Regions from separate parts of the Sus scrofa genome. Here region 2 is linked to region 1. Evidence: chromatin contacts called from public Hi-C data. All regions are on one chromosome and are shown on one strand. The core of a region is the stretch at or near the end of the contact, and the rest is flanking DNA. Distances in the headings are between cores, read along the strand shown. Region 1 holds the start of VAPA (vesicle-associated membrane protein-associated protein A). Region 2 holds the start of ANKRD12 (ankyrin repeat domain-containing protein 12).

Region 1 (3,576 bases), core at 992-3,491:
TTCCCTTTGTGGCTCAGTGGTAATGAACCCGACTATTGCTCATGAGGACACAGGTTCAATCCCTGGCTCTGTTAACAGGTTAAGGATCTGACATTGCCATAAGCTATGGTGTAGTTCAAAGATGTAGCTCAGATCTGGTGTTGCCATGGCTGTGATATAGACCCACAGCTGCAGTTCCAATTTGACCCCTCGCCTGGGAACTTCCATAGGCCGAGGGTGTTGCCTTAAAAAAAAAAATAGGGCACTATTTAAGGATGGGTAGGAGATTCTGGAGGACTCTGAGTCATTATTAATGCTGTGCTCTAAAACAGTAATGGAATTATTCCAAAGTAGTTTTGTATATTCTTAGACTACCCTATATGTAGATTCCTTAGTCTTTAGACTCTACGTAGATGACTTTTTAAGCCATACAGCAAAAAGAAAAGTTCACTCCAAAGGTGATTACTGCAGCAGCCAGAGGTTTCTTAATGACAGAGATGTACAAACTGGAATACATCCAATTTAGGTTTCGTCCTGAATTGATCATGATCACAGCCATTGTCCCACAGGGAGAGCTTGGTCAAACCTGCAGCATGCTGGGCCTGCTAACTGGGCTTCCCAAATGCTTGCTGGGAAGAGAAGTGTCCATCTGGCTGTAGAGGAGCCAGTCCAGCCAGGCTAACTTTCCCACAGATAAGAGTTCTTAGGCAAGAAAAAAAAACAATCTGGATACACCTCGAAACTAAACATATGAGGGACAATATCTTGTGGAGCTACTGTCAATTTCAATGTCTCTTTTTGTTGTTTGTTTTTTTAACCTTAAGCCCTCCTTTGATAAACGGGTAATTTTTGTATTCTTTATAATTGAAATTTCAAAGTAACTTTGTGGATAAAAGGTAACCAAAGGAGATGTAAATTTACACATGATTTTTGAATATTTCAGTGCTTCTATCCTCCAAAGTTTCGGAGATGCATTACCCTCCTGTAACAGAGGCTAGTGTGATGCTAGGTTAGCTGTTCTGCAAAGCTCTTCCTAGAGGGGCGCTGATACCTGGACCGCAGTGAAAACATTAACACTGTGCCTAGCCTAGGCCATCGTCCCATTTGCCTCATTTGCTTTCTAGACAGACTGGGCTGCTCCTTCATGGCAGCATCAATTTGTCCTTTGTTCTGTGGTGCTTCCTAGGGATTTAAATTCGCAGTAGCATAACGATTTACTTATGGCACATTTCATGTTCCTGCCCATGATTACGCTGGCAATCGGTTAAAGATGGGTCAGCAACTTGGCTGTGGGTTTTTTCCCCCTTTGGTTCGGTTTACCAGTCTTCCGTAATGATGCAGACAGAATTCGTTTCCAACCTGTGAACGTGACCACTGTTTTGGTTTGGGCTTATCATTACCAGTCAAAACTGAAGAACAGAACTACAGCAACGAACGCTGCAGATTTTGACTTTTATTTCCAGTTTGATACGTGTGCCTCGTCAGATCCACAACGACGCGTCTGCTTTTTAAAGGAGGTGTGTTTCTTCCTCGGCTTTCGCATCACTGGAGAGAATTGAGGAGGCAGGAGAGTTCGGACTGGAAAACGACTGGGAATTCTGGCTACCGAGGAAGGGATGAAGAGAATTAGCAAAATGATAGATCCCCACATGTTTTTCATAAGGCATAGTTTATATTTCTAACCAGGTGAACCTTGGGTCGAGCTCCAAAAGTTCTTACTTCTCTTTTTTTAGCGCAGATGGAGACGCTCTCCGAGAACCAAAGTGAGTCTTAGCGCACCCCATCCCCTTTGCCTTTAAAGGACCCCTCTCCTTCCCGCCACCCACAGCAGCTACTACAATTCCCGGCAAGCACTGTACAGCGCCGCAGGGGGACCAGGCCGCGCGGAGACTTGCCCCGCGCGGAGCGTGCTGGGAGTTGTAGTCAACGAGCCTTGCTGCGCCTTCTGCTGTTAGGCATTCCAACTTGGTAGGTAGTGATGCACTGCAGTAGCAGGTTCCTCGCTGTCGTAATCGCAGTTAAACGTGACCGAGGATTGCGCTCTGCTGCCCTGCGGTGCGCGCCGCATCGGTGCCCTGGAGCCGAGCTCCGCCCAGGTCCACACCCGCTCCCTTGACAGCCGGGCCGGGCGTCCAGCTTGGCCCGGCCAGTGGCGCGCAAGCGCAGCAGTCCGCGGCGCGCCAAGCCGGCGTGGAGGGCAGGCCCTGCGCGAGACGTTCCCGGCCGCAGGGGCGCGCACGTAAGCACGCAGGAGCGTCACGTGGGGCGCCGAGGATCGCAGTGCGCGCGGCCGCGGCGGCTGGTGTGGGGTTGAGTCAGTTGTGAGACCCGGAGCTGCGGACCGGCGGGCGGCCCTCCGAGCCGGCGACACAGCGGTGGGCGTCGGGTTCGGGAGCCGAGCGCTGGCCCCGCGTCGACCCGGGCCGAGCCGCGCCGCCGCCCCCCGCCCGCAGCCACCGACCGGCCGCCGCGGGCGCGCCCCCGCTCTCCGCTGTCTCTCCGATGGCGTCCGCCTCCGGGGCCATGGCGAAGCACGAGCAGATCCTGGTCCTCGACCCGCCCACAGACCTCAAATTCAAAGGTGGGCTGGCGGGCAGGCGGGCGGGCAGGGTGGCGGCCGCGCCCGGGGCCCCTTCCCCCTCCCCCGCCGCCACGGCCCCTCCCGCGCGGGTGCGCGCGCCCCCGCCCCCCGCCCGGCGAGGCCGCCGCCATCTTGCGGCCCGCGGGCGCCTCGGTGCGGCGGTGGCGCTGGGCCCGGCCGAGCTGGGTCGGGCGGGGCGGGGCGGGGCGCGGCGGGGCGGGGCGGGGCGCGGGCGGGCTGGAGGGGGCGGCTCTGAGCGGTTCCCCCGGGAAGCGAACCCCGCCTGCGGGACAGTGTATCTGGGACTTGAGTTCCCGCACCGAGGACTAGCGCAGGGATCATGCAGGTGTGGCCGTTCCAGGGCTTGAAAGAGCAGCCTTACTGCCCTGCAGGGTTGCGTCCTGGAGAACAGCCATTAGGTGGTTTTCCTTGGGAGACGTTTGGGGTAGTCAGGAATTCTAAAGTGTTGCGTTCTGGGGTTTTGACAGCCGTGTTGTGTAACTGCCTTATTTTGCAAGCTCTTCAGTGTCTTCAAATTTCTTTGAATGGAAATGTCAGGGAGCTGCTTGTTAGGTAAGGAATTGATCTTAAGACAACCCCACGAAGTATTTTGAGAGGAATAAAGTACATTTTATTGTGGCAAGTTTGTGTGTGCAGCCTGATTTTACATGGTTTTCGCTGATAAAGAAAACACACCTTTGGGGAATCATGAAATGACCCAACTCAAATAACTGTTAACTTAGGATGGAGGAGTTTAGTGTGTGGTATGTGTTCTTTCGAGAATTTAAGTATTTTGCTTTGATTTTTTGGCAGGCGGAGTTTACAGAGGAAGTTTCTTCTCCTGGATAACCTGTGTGTATTGCCGCTAGGAGCTTAGACGCCTTTAACATGAGTTTTAGTTCAGGAAATATTCCTAGAGTTTGACACTTTCACAGTTGTAATGTTTTCATAGTAAGAGACTATTAGTAACAGAGAAGTAAGTTAAAAAAACAATCGTAGACTCTACACAGTGACGT
Region 2 (3,069 bases), core at 569-3,068, 560 kb before region 1:
GGGAAGCTCCATATGCAGCGAATGTGGCTCTAAAAAGACAAATAAATAAAATTTTTTGGAGTTCCCATTGTGGGCTCAGCTCATTAAGGACCCGACCTTATCTCTGTAAGGATGCAGTTTCAATCCCTTGCCTCAGTGGGTTAAGATAGGTCATTGAGGTAAGCTACAATGCTGCTTACATCCTTGTTGCAGTGGCTGTGGCGTGGGTTCCAGCTGAAGCTACAATTCGACCCTTAACAGAGGAACTTCCATATGCCAAAAGCGTGACTGTAAACAGAAAAAATTGTTTCCAACTTAATTTTACATGAATTTTTTTTAATATACAGATAGTGCTCTCTTCAAGTAGTCAACACAGTGCCTTGGATTACGATTGTCTTTTGAGTTTTTCATGTGTTCAGTGATTTTTTATGTAATAAGGTTGTGTGTATACTTGCCTTAAATTATGGTTAATTTCAGCAAATTCAAGATTAGCTACCTTTCAGTTTTGAACTGAAACTCGTTTACCTCTGTAGAAATAGCGAATGTTACAGCCACCTACTTCCTATGACAAGGAATCAACGATTTGAAGAGAAGTCAGAAAAGAGTTGGTTACTTGTATGTTTCTTTCCTTTGTATTTCAAGCCATAAATATCCAAATTAAATGTAACAGTGTTCCACTTCTAGCCACAAGGTGCTCTCTTACTAGTCATACTGAACCTGAATGTGGGAGAAATGAGGAACCTAGGAAAGGAAAAAATAATGATCTTTAATGCAAGTTTGTGCTTTATATAGTTATATGTTTGGATTCAGCTTCCTCCTGTCAAGTATGAAATACATCATATGCTGACTTAATGACATAAATTTGTAAATGCACTCATTAAGTCACAAAGGCAGCTGTAGTTTTAAAGGCCACAACCATAGGGAGAAGATGGTTTCCCTCCAATTACACAACCCTTTTGGTCGTTAAAGGCATGCGCAAATTCTCGCGGATTAACCTCGATGTAAATAAAAAACGTCCTGAAGAAACTCAGACTGAAATGGTTTCCCTCCGATTATGTAATCCCTTTGGTGGTTAAATAAGGGCATGTACAAATTGTCGCGGGTTGACCTCCCGAGGAAGTCAGGGTGCCGAGGCGGCGAGTTCTCCCCACGCGCTCTTCTACAGCCGGGCAGTTCCCGTGGGTGGCCTCTCGGAAAGGATAAATGCACTTAAACTCGTCTGATAAGGTCATCCGAAAGTGTCGATGGGGAGGGGCGTACTGCAAAGCCTATGCCATCCCCACAGGAGATGCACGCTGCCGCGCTTGCAGGACGCGCGCCCAGGGCCCCGCTTGGAGCAGGTGAGGGGTGCGGCTGGGGCCCGAGGGGTCCCTGCTCCCACAGGTGCGGCCGGCTGGCGCGCAGGCGCACTACGCCCGCCTGGCCGGACACCCGCCTCCGCCTCCAGCCGGCCCGCTGCTCGCTAACTCGGCTTCCCGCCCCGCAAAAATAACGTGTGAATACCCTCTGTGGACAGAGCCTCTTCTTCCTCGCCGCTGCCTCCGCCGCCATTTCCAGAAGTGGCCAGTCACAGCCACGGCCATGATCGCCGCTGGGCGCGACCTCCGCCCGCGCCGCTCCCCGCAGGGGTCCCTCCCTTCTGGGGCAGAAGACAGCGGCGCGCGGGGTTCCGGCCCGCACCCCCGCGTCCATTTGGTACGCCCCGCTCCCCGCCCCCGGCTCGGGAAGCTTCTCGCGGCGCCGCCACAGCGGCGGGCCCGGGGAGGGGGGTGGCGAGCGGAAGGGGCGGTGGGCGGGGGCGGGGCGGTCACGCCGCCCATCCCGTGCCCGCCGTGTCACGTGCCCGTGCCGCGGCCAATCGCCGGGCGGCGCTGTGCGGGGAGCGAGCAGGCTGTGGTGAGGGACGGCGGAGACCGGAGATGTTTTCGAGCCCGGCCTCGGCGGCGTTCGTGGCGGTTACGGCGACAGCGAAGACCACGACAGAGACGGCCGCGCCGAGGCCCTCGTACAGGGGGTAAACCCTCCTGCGCCGGCCGTGCCTTGGGTCCGTGAGGGCGAGGGGGGCGTGGCGACAGGCGAGGAGGAAGGAGGGGCGCGGTTTCGAGCCCCGGCCCCGGCGCCCGGGAGGAGCCCCCCAGTCGCGCCCGCTCCCGTCCCCTCGGCAGAGCGAGGTAGGTACGTGCCCGCCGCCCCGCCCACGCTAGCGGGACGGGGGCCGTAGTCGCTGCAGGCGGGAGCTGCTCGGGCGGGGGGGCGGGGGCCCGGGCGGACGGACGCCGCGCCGCTCCCGGAACATGGCGGGGCCGCGGAGCGTGTGCGTGCGAGGGTGCGCGGCGGGAGGGGGCGGGGCTGGGCGGGGCGGGGGGCGCGCCGGCCGGGGCCCTGCCGCCGGGTGCGCGGCGGGGTCGTGTCCGGGCGCGGCTTGGCGGGCGCGCGGGGCCGGGGCTTCTGGAGCTCGGCTGGGCTAACTCGGTGCGACGCCTGCTCCAGGATCCCCAAGCGTTGAGTAAACGCTGGTACAAAGAGGCCGCCGAAGCCTGGCTGACAGCTGTTTTAATAATAACAGGGAGGGACAGTTTAGCACGGGAAGTTGACACTCGCACCGGTCGAAACCGTAGGAAACCTTTCTAGCAGCGTACCCATCAAGATCGGTTTCCACTAGACTCCCGCGCCTACCTTGCCAACGCGGGGAAATGGGTTGGGGTCCAGGCATCTGGAACGCCTTGGAACCGCCTCTAATCTTCAAGTAGAAGTGGACCAGTGTTATTTTAAGACGGTTTATGTAAATTATAAAAGAAGGCGAACTGGTAAAATAACTACTTTAACATAAATTGACTGCTGATTAAAAACATATGCTTCTTTAGGCCCTTAAAAATCTTGAGCTCTGATCTGTTTCAGTTTCTTCAGTCGTTATACAAAGGGTTTCCTGGAGATTAGCTCAGAACTGGCAGAACATACGCTACATTGATGCCAAGTGGCTTAAAAAACAAAATGAGATAGTGTCGACTGTGTAAGATCAAGTCGTTGTATTAACTAGTCTTGTTGGGAAAAGTCTTTAATTTGGGCTAAACGCAAATACATGTAAAAATG

What was found. Hi-C and Micro-C count contacts between places; a contact is called where the count stands out from the background.
Region 2: a Hi-C map of skeletal muscle shows a contact between it and region 1, with 5 times the contacts expected there. The contact joins the promoter of ANKRD12 here to the promoter of VAPA in region 1. A contact is called at or near these places in 2 of 5 promoter capture datasets (fetal liver and liver), 3 of 47 Hi-C or Micro-C datasets (heart right ventricle, liver and skeletal muscle) and 1 of 2 datasets of contacts at active chromatin or transcription factors (skeletal muscle).

The regions. Positions count from the first base shown.
Region 1 is chr6:98,252,937-98,256,512 of Sscrofa11.1, reverse strand. It overlaps VAPA (vesicle-associated membrane protein-associated protein A), which reads left to right and starts at 2,241. Exons shown (of 7, transcript XM_021096053.1): 1 at 2,241-2,560. The coding sequence starts at 2,482.
Region 2 is chr6:98,813,476-98,816,544 of Sscrofa11.1, reverse strand. It overlaps ANKRD12 (ankyrin repeat domain-containing protein 12), which reads left to right and starts at 1,818. Exons shown (of 12, transcript XM_021096065.1): 1 at 1,818-2,150.